Linked DNA regions of Sus scrofa: region 2 is linked to region 1. Evidence: chromatin contacts called from public promoter capture Hi-C data. All regions are on one chromosome and are shown on one strand. The core of a region is the stretch at or near the end of the contact, and the rest is flanking DNA. Distances in the headings are between cores, read along the strand shown. Region 1 holds the start of ACADM (acyl-CoA dehydrogenase, C-4 to C-12 straight chain). Region 2 holds the start of FPGT (fucose-1-phosphate guanylyltransferase).

Region 1 (6,786 bases), core at 706-3,205:
TACAAAGGTTGCTAAAGCCAAGGGCAATTCCCAGAGACCTGCAATTAACTTCTTTTCAAACCTGGAAAATGGGGCCAATATTGGGTAATTAATGAGATGATCAGGGTTTTTTTTTTTTTTTTTTTTTTTTTGGCTTTTTAGGGCTGCACCCGAAGCATATGGAGGTTCCCAGGCTAGGGGTCTGATTGGAGATACACCTGCCGGCCTACACCACAGCCACAGCAATGCCAGATCCAAGCCAAGACTGCGACCTACACCACAGCTCATGGCAACGCCGGATCGTTAACCCACTGAGCAAGGCCAGGGATAAAACCAAAACCTCGTGGATTTGTTTCTGCTGAGCCACGACAGGGACTCCTAAAATCATTTTTTAAATCCCCCAATTTCTGCCTGGAGTTCTCATTGTGGCTCTGTGGTAACAAAGCTGACTAGAATCCATGAGGACTAAGGTATGATCTCTGGCCTCATTCAGTGGGTTAAAGGATCCTACCTGGTGTAGGGTGCAGATATGGCTCAGATCCCTAGCTGCTGTGGCTGTGGCATAGGCCTGCAGCTACAGTTCCAACTTCTCCTAGCCTAGGAACTCTCATATGCCTTGGGTGTGGCCCTAAAAAAAAAAAAAAAAAAAAAAATTCCCCCAATTTCTGCTGTCAGAGCCCATTAACGTATACAGCAATGACAAATACTGGACAACAGGCATTAGAATTATTCTAAACTCTAAAACTGCTACTATTTTGGTCGAGGACATAACTTTCTTAATTAAAATGAAGTTTAAGTGGCAGTCTTATGTGACTATATCAATAATATTTAAGACAGCAAAATATACCTAGTAACTCAAACAATTTAAAGTCTGTGAGGGAGTTCCCATTGTAGCTCAGTGGTAATGAACCCCACCAGTATCCATGAGCAAAGGACAAGAGCTCAAACCCTGGCCTTTGCTCAGTGGGTTATTGATCTGACGATTCTGTGAGCTGTAGTGAAGACACAGCTGGGATCCAGTGTTGCAGCTCTAATTCAACCCCAGCCTAGGAACTTCCATATGCCTCCGGGTAAATGAAGCCAACCCCCCCCCCCCCAAAAAAAAACAGGAGACAACACTAGGATATACAAAAAGCTTTAAGAAAAATTCTGCTGTAGGATTTTCTTTTAAAAAAAATTGTTTTTTGGCTGCTCCTGCTGCACAAAGAGGGCCAGGCATCAACCTTCCCCTCAGTAGTGACAACACTGAATCCTTAACTCACTAGGCTACCAGGGAACTCCATCCCCCCTTTTTGTAAAGGCACACAATGTGGAAGCGTTCCTCTCCTTCTTACAAAACCAAGTGTTATTAACCATATTAAATATCCTGAAGGGCAGCTGCTCCATTTTCCTTTTCCCCGTGACTTGGCAGACACCCAAGATTCAAGTTCATCTGAGTTGTGCACTTTCCAGTATACATCAATTGCAGAATGAAATTTATGACTTCCGTCCTAGGCTGGAGATAGCCGGTAGAGAATTTTCTCCGAGATACTACTCTAGTTCGGCAAAAACTGGGTGTAATTCTGTAATTCCCCGCCCAATTCGGAGATAGATGTACTTCGGTGTAGGATGGGAAATCTTTGGAAGGATCTCAGCCCAGAGAAAGAAAAAGGATATTCTGAAAAGTGGACGCCGCCTACATAGAGAGCAGGTGCCGAGGGGATAGAGTTAAGAGCGAAAACCCCAGAAGTATTCAGTCCCACAATGAGAGGAAGGGTGGGCGCGAAAGCCAGGCGAGGGCCTGTAATCCCAGCCGCTGCCCGGGATTGGGTAAGGAGAGCCAAGGCGCCCCGGAAGCAGAATCTCCCCCCACCCCGACCGCACCTATTTTCGGTCCAGGTCCCCCTCACCAAACATCGCAACCTCCATTCCCCACCCCGCCGAGCCCTGCCCTTCCTCTCACCCTGCAGCTTCGCCTAAACATCGCTGCCATGCCGCCAACCGGTCCGGTGACTCAATCTCTAAACCACCCTCTGGGTCAAGACCGCTTAAATTTGGTCGCATGACTCACCGGGCCCCGCCCACCCGCACCGAGCTCTGGGGCGGGAGGGGGCGGGGCCTGCGAAGAGAGTCTTTGAAAGGGACGTGGAAGACGGAACCCGCTGAGTGTGCGGGATTTAGCTGAACGCTCACTCTTGGCCTCGCCTACGCCGTGCGCGCCATCTTGGGAAGGGGTCTGGCGCGCTTCTGGGGCCTGACTCTTCCGCAGAGGTGGTTCCTGAAGAGGCCCCGCTTCCCACTAGGCCTTTGAGTTCAGACTACCCGCCCTCTTGGGGAGAAGCGGAGGCTGCCAGCGGTGCGGAGATGGAACCGCGAGGGGGAGGAAGCGGCGGAGGCGAGGATTAAGAGGGGGCCGGTAGGCTGGCGAAGAATCTGGGTCAAAGGGCAGTGACCAGGATCCTGGCGCAAAGACAGCCCCCGGGCTTTCGAACTTGACTTTTTTTTACTCTCTGACCCACCCAGATCGCTTCTGCTTTAAGGAGCCAAAAGTTCACATTGCTGGACTCAAGGCGAAGACTGTTCTGTGCTTAAAATTTAAACAGTGGGAATCTGAATCACTTAAGTAAATTTGATTTTACAAATAGCCCTAGGGCTGTCTATTACTGTTTACGTGTGTGGGTGTGGAGAAAGGTTTTGGAAACAAGGGTGTAAGATGAAGCCTTATCTAAAAGCTCCTAGCTTAGCGAGTTGGAAATAAATGCTTGAAGAATTCTATTTAAAGTCGCTCTCCCAGTTAGAGATAACTGTGATGTTACAAAGCCAGGGGATTTGTAAAGGTGATGTTACAAAGCCAGGGGATTTGTAAAGGTGTCCAGGCTTGGATGTCTGTTTGTGAAAACTAATGGAAGCCAAGTGTAAATGAAGAGTATTAACGTTTTCCAGAATTCCCAGAACTTTTTATTTTTATTGCTTCCATCCTAATTTAGGCTCTCATCCCTCCCCCCTAAATCTTGTTACTAACAACTCTTGACTAGTAAAGACTGTCTCAAAATAAATCTAAGACAGGTGTTCACTTTCTATATGCTGTTATTGTACCCCTCTACCAGAACCTTACACTTTGTCTTCCGGAAATATATGATGTATTTATTTGGACCGGGACAAGGCAGACTGTTAAATGCTAAATTAAAAGTACCGGAGAGGAGCTCCCTTTGTGGCACAGCGGAAATGAATCTGACTGGTATCCATGAGGATGTATATTCAATCCCAGGCCTCGCTCCGTGGGTGGGAGATCCTGCTGTGCTGTGAGTTGTAGTGTGGGTCAAAGACCAAGCTCGGATCCCACGTGACTGTGGCATAGCCTGGCAGTTGTAGTGCTGATTTGACCCCTAGCCTGGGACCTTCCTTATGCTGCCTAGGTGCAATCCTTGAAAAAAAAAAAAAAAACGTACCAGAAAAACTTGGAAAAGGGATAAGTCAGTTTGTCCTGGACTCTACAAGAAAAGCCCTCAAAGAGGTAGGTAAAGCATAAAATGGACTGTTTGAAATGGATTGGATTTGGCTATGCATGTCTTCTTTTTTTCCAGTTTCTTATTCTGAACGTTTTAAGCACAGAAAAAATGAACAGAAACTACAAAGTCACACATATGCCCATCACTAAACTGAACTTGTTTATGTTTTTCAAAATCTGTGAAAAGAAACCATCCACTTTGACAGCTGTCTATCTGGCAACTTCAGCTTGTAAAGAGAATCACCTACATTTAATGTGACAATAATAGGAGTTCCCGTCGTGGTGCAGTGGTTGACGAATCCGAGTAGGAACCATGAGGTTGCGGGTTCGATCCCTGCCCTTGCTCAGTGGGTTAACGATCCGGCGTTGCCGTCAGCTGTGGTATAGGTTGCAGACGCGGCTCGGATCTTGCATTGCTGTGGCTCCGGTGTAGGCCGGTGGCTACAGCTCCGATTGGACCCCTAGCCTGGGAACCTCCATGTGCCATGGGAGCGGCCCAAGAAATAGCAAAAAGACAAAAAAAAAAAAAAAAATGAATGTGGGTGTCCAGTTGTTACAGTGTCACTCATTGCATATCTAATCTAAAGGAAAAGTGTTTGCAATTTTCAAAATTTGAATCTATGATACCTGATATTATTTGAAAACTCTTCTGGAACCTATTGTTTGGTGACTTAATTGAAGATCTTTTCCTTTTTGTAAAATACCTTTTTAATTTTTAGTTTTTTCCTCAAAACTTTCTAACCTAATTTCCATGACAAATAATTACTCATTTATTATCTCTACATATAATTTTTTTTTTTTTTTTTTTTTTTTTGTATTTTTGAGGCTGTACCTGAGGCATATGGAGGTTCCCATGCTAGGGGTGGAATTATAGCTACAACTGCCAGCCTGCACCACAGCCACAGGAATGTGGGACATGAGCTGTGCCTGCACCTTATACCACAGCCCATGGCAATGCCAGATCCCAGACCCACTGAGCGAGGCCAGGAATGGAAGTGGGTTCATGGATTCTAGTCCAATTTGTTTCTGCTGCAGCACAACTGGAACTCCCTCTACTGGTTCTTAAATCCTCATCTTGGTTGATGATCCTGAGTTTTATTTGGCAGTGTGTAACAGGTACCTGGCCCCCGCACTTGAAAGGTACTTGGAGTGAGGGCTGGTTGAAAGATACCAGCAAAATACCCAACCAGTCTAACAGTATTGAGGGGTGGTGTGGTGGAAAGATACCAGGTTTTGCTGAGCTGAAGGAGACTGAGTGTTTTGGCTGAGTCATTAGTTAAGAGGCTGATGTGATGCTTTTCCTCAGGGCAGCTGCCTTAATAGAATTTGTCGGGATGAAAGTGAAGGTATTAGATGAGAGTTTTTGCCCTGAAGAAAAGAGACAAAACTCCTCTAGGAAGGTTTTAAATTTCTCAGGCAACTGAGAAATGTACAGGAGTGGTGGAGGCAGAATCCTCATACTGTGCAGTGGTCCCATAGGGAAACCCACTTATTGATTAAAGACTTGCTCATCCAGGGATCGTGCATAAGAATTGGCAATTCAGTGATCTAAGCTGTCTTAGACCACTGAAGGGAGAAAATTTTCTCTTTCCTTCTAGATACTTCTGGTTGGTCTAACAATTACATTGGCATGAGACAGATTTAACAGGAGAAAATGAAATAAAACCAAACATGTACCCATGGGAGAAACCCATGAGGCACTCTCCAAAATGGCTTCACCTTGAATACCATCCCCAGCTCGAGACAAAAGAGGATGTTGAGTTCGGGGAGAGTCAGTTACCAGGAAAAGCATGGTAAACCAGGAAGATTGTGATGCAGAGGAAAAATCCTTGCCTTTTCCATTGAGAAAAGTTTCTAGAGATTTGCTCATCCTCCTCTTCCAGGTACTGAGAGGCAGACAACCTTACAAATAGAGAGTTAAATGTTTCTCACAAAAGGGCAGTTCCTACTTGGTTTTCAGGTCCTTTCCTCATCTGCTGTTTCTCAGAAAATAGCCAACTTAAAACAATTCATATGCCAAAGAGACATAGTTTATGGTGGCAAATTCTGCTCCTCTGTAATCTCTTTCAGAAAATATTATCGCTGTAGCCCACACTGATCTTCTCTACTCATAAATGATTGTGTAACCAATCTAGTGCGCTATGGGGCTCCTAGGCATACAAACCTTCTATGTCCTCCATTTCTTGTTTTTAGGGAATAAGCCTCAGACTCCATGACGTTCCCTGAATTCCAAAGGGTAGTTGCTAATTGGGGAAGGAATGAGAGGCTGAGACCAGGGAGGAGCAGTCAAGAGGCAATACTGCAGACTTGGGGCAGGGTCCCAATTCTTCCTCAAGGAATATAGATAACAATATCTCTGAGCCTTTCAGTAGAACTAAAACCCCCAAATAAATCAAAGAACTACTTGAAACATTCTTCATTCGTCATTCTTGGATGAAGGGGGACCACCAGAAGCAGTTCTGGGGCCACAGCTTTGAGAAACAATGCAAGCTTGCCTCTACCCTGATCCTTATCTACAGTCCTGATCCTTATTCTGCTCCCCAAATTATAAAACCATCTCGTAACTCTTTAAGGGGGCGCAGTCTTTAAGGCATTAGCCTGCTGTGGACCCCTTTGCCTGGCAAAGCAGTAAAGCTATCTTTCTTTTTTTTGCCTTTTCTAGGGCCGCTCCCACAGCATATGGAGGTTCCCAGGCTAGGGGTCTAATAAGCCATGCCACAGCCACAGCCACTCAGGATCCAAGCTGCATCTGTGACCTACGCCACAGCTCATGGCATCGCCGGATCCTTAACCCACTGAGCAAGGCCAGGGGTCAAATCCACAACCTCATGATTCCTAGTTGGATTCGTTAACCACTGCACCATGATGGGAACTCTTTATCTTTTTCTCCGTTACCCAAAACTCTGTCTCCGCATTTCAACTTGGCACCAGCAGACAAAGGCTGAATTTTGGCAAAAATCAAGACTTTTTTACCAAACCAAACTTGAGTCCACATGCCTGCCATACAGCAAAGACAATTTACTGACACCAAGTTGTGGTGAAGTAAAGTACAGTGTTTATCGCAGGGCCCAGCAAGGCACTGTGAACTGAAGTTTGGTACTTGCCAGTAGTCTCTACATGGAGTAATACATGAGCCACTGCAGCTGTCAACCTGCAGTGATCAGGAGTAAGGCACTCTGCACTATGGGAAAACTGGAAGAACAGGTCTTCAGATAGATGTTTTTTTGTTTGTTTGTTTTTTTGTCTTTTTGCTATTTCTTGGGCCGCTCCCGCAGCATATGGAGTTTCCCAGGCTAGGGGTCTAATCGGAGCTGTAGCTG
Region 2 (7,100 bases), core at 1,492-3,991, 1.4 Mb after region 1:
TGCATTAGATTTACTATCTGAAAAGTGTCTTAGAACCTCTTTTCCAAAAAAAAAAAAAAAAAAAGTAACTTTCATGTATTAGTTACCTTGGGCAAGTTATTTAACATTTTGTGCCTCAAAGTCTCATCCAGGAGTTCCCATCGTGGCACAGTGGAAACAAATCTGACTAGGAACCATGAGGTTGTGGGTTTGATCCCTGGCCTAGCTCAGCGGACTAAGGATCTGATGTTGCTGTGAGCTGTGGTGTAGGTCAAAGATGTGGCTCAGATCCCACATTGCTGTAGCTGTGGTGTAGGCTGGCAGCTGCAGCTCTGATTGGACCCCTAGCCTGGGAACCTCCATATGCCATGAGTGCAGCTCTAAAAAGCAAAAAAAAAAAAAGTTCTCATCCAAATAATGGGATTCATGAAACTACTGATCACACAGTTGTGAGGATTAAAACATTTGTTAATTAGGACAATGCCAGTATCAGATACAGACATTCTACCTCTGGTGTTAAGGGACTTCACCTTTAAGTATCACACAGAAAATAGTCTCCAGAAATATAGCATGTACTTATTTTCAACGGAAGGTCTTTTGACGTTTGCCTTTTACAAAGTTGACACACTGGTTTTTTAAAAGTAAACATCTATAATATTTATTCCATTTAGACTGTGCTCTTTTGCATTCTACATTGTGGTCCCAAGAGGCCAAATATATATTTTTCCTGATTTGCTCTCTTCATCTAAATTTCTGAACAAAGCAACTGTGGAGTTGGAAGGACCTTAGGAGCCCTACTAATAAGGTCCAAAGGAATATTCACCATCTGAGCAAATTTTATTGTGACTAATAAAGTTCTCTCTCAATTAACACAGCATTTTGGAAGTTATTCATGTTTAGTCCATAATGTGTAAAGAGTTGCCATGCTTTTATCTTTTTCAAAAAATAGTGCATTAAAATTTTTAAAGTCTGTAAAGACTATGGACAGAAAGATACAAAGTTTATAAACTGTAAGCCAAAGGAAAGTTCTTCTTCAATGATTATTCTGCCCACAACTTATGACATAAATCTGACCATAAATGCATACCAATTTTGGCTCCAGCGGGATCAACAAAAACAAGATATTGAACTCCAAGGGGTAACTCCTTTTTTTTCAGCTTTTCTGACAGCTGTTGCTTATATGCAAGCTCCTGTTTTTCATCAGCTGCTGTTATTGCAACAATATCCCAGAATTCTCCAGCTGCCACAGGTTTGCCTATGTGGAAGAAGCAAGGAAATGGTAAATATTATCAGAATTCTCTAGCTGTTGCAGGTTTACCTATTTGGAAAGAGGGAGAAAAGAGGTAACAATCTCTCTGTAAATGTATCTTCTGCTTTTGAAATTAGGGAATAATGAGTGGCCACCTAATAAGATTCATAGTTCTGCTAAGAATTATTCACAAACTCTAGGGTTTTTGTTTTGTTTTTTTCTCCTTTAGATTACTTGCTCCTTTTACGGTCTTAGTGCCATTTTTTTAGATTTTCTGAAAGTTGTAATGTTTCTTGTCTAAGAGAAGTAGTTTAACTTGTCAAAGATGAACTCAATTCTTAAATAAAAAGAGGAAACAAAGGAATAAATGAATCTCAAGCTTTGAAAATCATTTTTCACAACAAGGACCACTTAATGTTTGTTGGCTGAGAAAGATTAAACCCAAGGATCCATTTCTACAATGCTGCTGTTTATAAATGTGGGTATTTTATTTTTTATTACCTTAAGATGAGTCATGCAAGTTTACAAAGGCTACTAGAGAATGACACCAAATTCTGGATAACAGAAAAGTTCCTAACTCCCTAATGAACACATTAAAAGACAGAATGAACTTTCGGTTGACAGTTGCAAGCTCTTCTTGATAAACGAGATGAATAAAGTTTTTTATTAGTTAACAAATAAGAACTTGTTAATCTGATGTTCCTAAACCTTTTACCATCATCAAGTATTATTTCCTCTATTTTTAAGGTAGTAACGTCAAGAAAAATATAACCAATTAGAAAGTTGTACAAGAAACAAGTGGTACAGTCTTAATTTTTTTTGCAACAAATTTACCCCTTTTAATTTTTAATTCTTAATTTCTCCATATTGTTTCATTTTTCACTTTGTAAGTGTTCACATTATGGAGCAAACTGGTTAAGTAGGTAGGGGGTGGAAGATAGTTACAATCAGATTTGTAAGGGTTAAAACACAATGTTTCCTGTCTTTTAGGTTTATTTAAAATAGCTTTTTGTTTTTAATGAACTAAACAAGTGAGTAACTTGGATTTATAACTTCACTAGTTAGAATATTGTTTTTCTTCTCCCTCCTCCCTTTTAAATACGCATATATACATATACACACATATACATATATACATATACACACATATATGTATATACGATTAGCATAAACATGAAGAAAGTAACATTAGGTATCACAGTGGTAGAAGTACAGTGATAGAAGAATAAAAATCTCAGTAGGAGGCTTAGCTAAGCCGGCACCAGCGCCCTAGGCCCGCAAAAGGAAGTGCTAGTCCAGCAAATATCCCAGCACGAAAAGCACCCTCCCTGTTCTTTGCCGAGGAGAGCTGGGGTTCCTTCTTTGGTACCTCTCAGCTCTGAAAATCTCCGCAACCTTCGCTGGGTGGCTTCTTGCAAAGATACGCCTAAAGGGGCACTTGCGGCTGCCATAGCTCACTCCCCGCAAAACTGCTGAAGACTTCCAGGTATCCCGCAGCCCAACACCGCACGCATGCGTCCTGGAACGTAACCGCGTCTTTGGTCCGGTTTCGCCTCTGTCCCGCCCCCTACGTGCGTCTCTCACGTAACCACGCCCCCGAAGCTCTCTGGCCTACCTGGGGAAAAAACAAGACCCGGCGAGCCCGAAGGTTTGCCTTGTTACCCTAGCAACGGTGTCTGGAACGGATAGATGGCCACCTAGCGATTTGTCCGAACTTGTGGGGTCTGGGCCGCTTGTTCCCAACTTTTAAGGCCTTGCAGCCCTGAAGACCCGGTGAGTGGTTCCGGCCGGGCGACGAAATTGCGAGAACTGATCCACTTAAGGAGAGGTCGAAATTACACCCCAGCTGCTAGCGTTCTCTCAAAAGAGATTCGTCCTTTGAAACGCTTGGTTTGTTTTAACCAGGAGCAGTTCCCAAGGACCTCTTGACAGTTAATTTCTGCCTCCTGGGTCGTCTTATGAAGTCATCTGCAGCAACCCCAGTTCCAGTTACACAGTCAGAACTTTTAAAATCTGTATTTCAGGAACCATAGCTTTGTGGCTTCTCTTCCCTTGCTGTTACTAAAGAGTAAGCCTCTCTACCTCTCTCAGTTTTAAGATCACTTAATAGGCTTTGAGAAGTTGTGTAAAATTTTGCAGTCAGGCCCTTATACTTTGTGAGATTTTGGTTGTTTCTCTGGCATCCTTTTGTATACAGAGGTTAATCTAGAACTTTCCATAGCATTTGGAGGAATAGTCAGCCCTATTGGATGTTTTTGGTAGCTATAAATAGGTACATTTCTTCTCTTGTAAAGCATCAAGTTTATGATGATTTTCACAGGTTATTCTAGTCATCTTTGCACATAAGAGAGCTATGAATCAGAGGATAGTGACATAGTCAAGGTTTCACAATTAGTAAGTAGTAGAGGGAAAATTTAAACAAGGTATTCCAAACTCAGAAATCATTCTCCCACACAATACAATTTAGCTTATTTGAAAAACTTGTCTTCATTAAAGTTTTCATTAGGAACATAGGCATTCAAGTCCTTAACAAGTTCTTACCATGAACTTAACTTAGTTTTTTCTTCTAAAGACTTTGGTATTTAATTCTGTACTTAGAAAGCATTTGAGGTAAAAGAGAGATTACTCTCATAGTTTTATTGTTTAAAAGCTTCTTTTTTGTTAATAAAACTTTAAAAAACCAAACATTATTAAGAACACTTGGAAAATATAGAAGAGGAGTGAAAAAAAGGGAAAGTATTAAGAGAAAAGGTGGGGGAGATGACAACAGCCTAAAGAAAGGATTTTTTTTTTCTCCTAATTGAAACAAAGCCATTGCAGGGTTTTTAGGTATCTTCCCTTGTGTTTGAAAGGAGCTCACAGAAATGTACAAATAGACTGTAGTGGAGGGCAGAGCAAGGATGGAAATAGGGAGAATGGATTGGAGGCTATAGCAGCTGCCAAATAGGTGAGAGTGGTGAAGCCTTGGCCAGGATGCTAACAGTGAGGGTGAGAAGTTGGTTAGAGTCTGGATATATGTCTGAAGGCATAATTAATACCATTTGCTAATGGAGTGGCTGTGGAATGTGAAGGAAAGAGAGGAGTTAAGGATAACTTTCTGAAGTATAGAGAGGCCATTAATTGAGATACGGAGAGAGGGACAGTTATTGAGTTAGTAGGGAGAGTCCAGAAATTTGGTTTGAGATGTGTTGAATAAACAGATGTACATGTATGCAGGGCATATGTAATGGGCGTTTGTTTGTATATGTGTTTGTTTGCATTATAGGGGAGCCTGGAGTTTGTGAGACAGGTCTGGGCTGGAGATCTAGTTTTAGGAATTGTCAGCATATGGAATTAATTTTTAAACTATGAAACTAGATGAGATCTTTAGGAAAGAATGGTCAGTAGAGCCTATAATCTTATGGGGTTGTACGTACTAATGAGCTAAAGTAAGTATTGAAAAAGGTAACAAATAAGAAAAACTTCAGGTAGTGCTAAGAACTGTGATGGACTAAAATAGGGTGATGTAATAGACTCTATCAGATTGTTAAAAGTATGCTGGAGCATTTCTTGGACCTGGGAAGGTTTACTGTAAAAATGGATGTTATTTTTTTTTTATATTATATTACATAAAATGTGCTGGGTGTAAATATACTATATCAGCTATTTTTTTTTTTTTGCCATTGTGTCTTTTCTGTTTTCATCAGATTTTCACTAATATTAATTTTTAAATTAAAAATTTAAAAATAGTGTATAATTTTTGAGTGGAAGTAAATTTCCTTGGCAGTTGATTGTAGCAAGAAAAAATGTCTAAGGACTTTAAGTTTACATGTTACATAATCAGACTGTGGGATATGGTTGTTTAAACAGGCATAAGCTACAAAGACTAGAAGAAAGTATGTCAATACAGCTTAGTAGTAAATGAAGTTTAGCAGTAAATGCGTTGTTTTGTTTACATGAAACACAATGGAATTGATGTGTTTGATCTTAGAGTCACATTTTAAAAGGAATATCAGGCAAACCAAATTATAATAAGTCGAAAGAAAGATATTCCTGGGCTTTTTTTTTTTTTTTTTTCCTATTGGAGAAGAGTGGAGATTGTCTGAAGAAGTGCCATATATTTTACATACCATTAATCTAACCTGTTATAAGTGAACAGTTTAATGATTTTTAGTAAATGTACTGAATTGTGCATCCATGACCACAATTCAAGTATAGAGTATTTCCATCATCCAAATAAGATGCCTTGTGCTTATTTACAATTATGTCTAGTTAGGTTATTTTTCTTACTATAGGCATAGCTATGACAGTTGTGTAAAAGTTGCAGAGAAACACATTAATTTTTTCAGCATCATAAAAAGAGGCTGAAACCAAATAGAGAGGGTCCTGGGTTATGCACCATGGAGCTCAGGTGTGTGATTTAGCCAGTTCAGGCTTGGGCTCTCATCTTTTCCAGTACTTGCGAATCAGCTTTCTAATTAACCACTCCTCCTTTTCTCCATTTCCCTCCCCTCCCCTCCCTCCCTTCCTTCCTTCCTTCCTTTCTTTTTCTGTCTTTTTAGGGCTGCACACATGGCATATGGAAGTTCCCAGGCTAGGGGTTGAATCAGAGCTTTAGCTGCCAGCCTACACTGCAGCCACAGGAACGCTATATCCGAGTTGCATCTGTGACCTACCCCACAGCTCACAGCAACACCAGATTCTTAACCCACTGAGCAAAGCCAGGGATTGAACCCATGTCCTCATGGATACTAGTCTAGTTCATTACCGCTGAGCCACAATGGGAACTCCACTCTCTTCCTCCTCTTACTCTTCCCAACATGGAATATAAAGCAAAAAAATAGCTTTTTTTTTTTTTAACCATTTCCTTTCTTTGAATTTATTTGCTCAGCCAGCCTGTTCTCTACTTATTTCTTCACTGTTTTTTTCCCCACTATACCTTATTGAAGGAACCCTTCACCCCTTTCTGGAGAGCAAAGGAAAACGTTTTCCCTCCAGACTTCTATTTTACTTCCCCTTTTAAAGTTTTTTAAAGACTATTTTTAGAGCAGTTCACAGCAAAATTGAGAAGATACAGAGGCTTACAGTATTTATGCATGTATACCCACACATGCATGGCCTCCCCCATTATCAACATCCTCCACCAGAGTGGTACATTTGTTTCAATTGATGAATCTACAGTGACATGTCATAATCACCCAAAGCTGGCCTTAGGATTCACTCTTGGTGTTTTATACTCTATGGGTTTGGACACAATATAATGTCATTGTTATAATACTATTCAGAATAGTTTCACTGTCCTAACAAATTCTCTGTGCTCTGCCTCTTTATTCCTCACTCCCAAATCCTGCAAAACCTGCCACCACTGATCTTTTTACTGTCTCTATGTTTTGCTTTCTCAAGAATGTATGTCATATGGGTGGAATCCTACAGAATGTAGCATTTTCATATTGGCTTCATTTGCATGGTAATATGCATTTAAGGTTACAGGATGTCTTTCCATTGCTTGATCGCTAATTTATGTTTAGCACTGCCATTGTCTGGATGTACCACAGGTTATTTATTCATTCACCTACTGAAGGATGTTTTGATTCCTCCCAATTTGGTTGATTATGAATAAAGCTTCTGTAAATGTCCGTGTGCTGGGTTTTGTATGAAAATAAGTATTCAGGAGTTCCCGTCGTGGCGCAGTGGTTAACGAATCCAACTAGGAACCATGAGGTTGCGGGTTCGGTCCCTGCCCTTGCTCAGTGGGTTAAGGATCTAACGTTGCCGTGAGCTGTGGTGTAGGTTGCAGACGCGGCTCGGATCCCGCTTTGCTGTGGCTCTGGCATAGGCTGGCGGCTGCAGCTCCAATTCGACCCTTAGCCTGGGAACCTCCATATGCCGCGGG

Evidence for each region. Promoter capture Hi-C pulls out the DNA fragments that hold promoters and counts their contacts.
Region 2: a contact with region 1 is called in a promoter capture Hi-C map of liver, with 5 times the contacts expected there. The contact joins the promoter of FPGT here to the promoter of ACADM in region 1. A contact is called at or near these places in 1 of 5 promoter capture datasets (liver) and 1 of 2 datasets of contacts at active chromatin or transcription factors (alveolar macrophages).

What each region holds. Positions count from the first base shown.
Region 1 is chr6:137,573,589-137,580,374 of Sscrofa11.1, forward strand. It overlaps ACADM (acyl-CoA dehydrogenase, C-4 to C-12 straight chain), which reads right to left and starts at 1,956. Exons shown (of 12, transcript NM_214039.1): 1 at 1,922-1,956. The coding sequence starts at 1,951.
Region 2 is chr6:138,947,599-138,954,698 of Sscrofa11.1, forward strand. It overlaps FPGT (fucose-1-phosphate guanylyltransferase), which reads right to left and starts at 2,742. Exons shown (of 4, transcript NM_001204852.1): 1 at 2,598-2,742; 2 at 1,067-1,234. The coding sequence starts at 2,679. It overlaps LRRIQ3 (leucine-rich repeat and IQ domain-containing protein 3), which reads left to right and starts at 2,687. Exons shown (of 6, transcript XM_021096482.1): 1 at 2,687-3,001.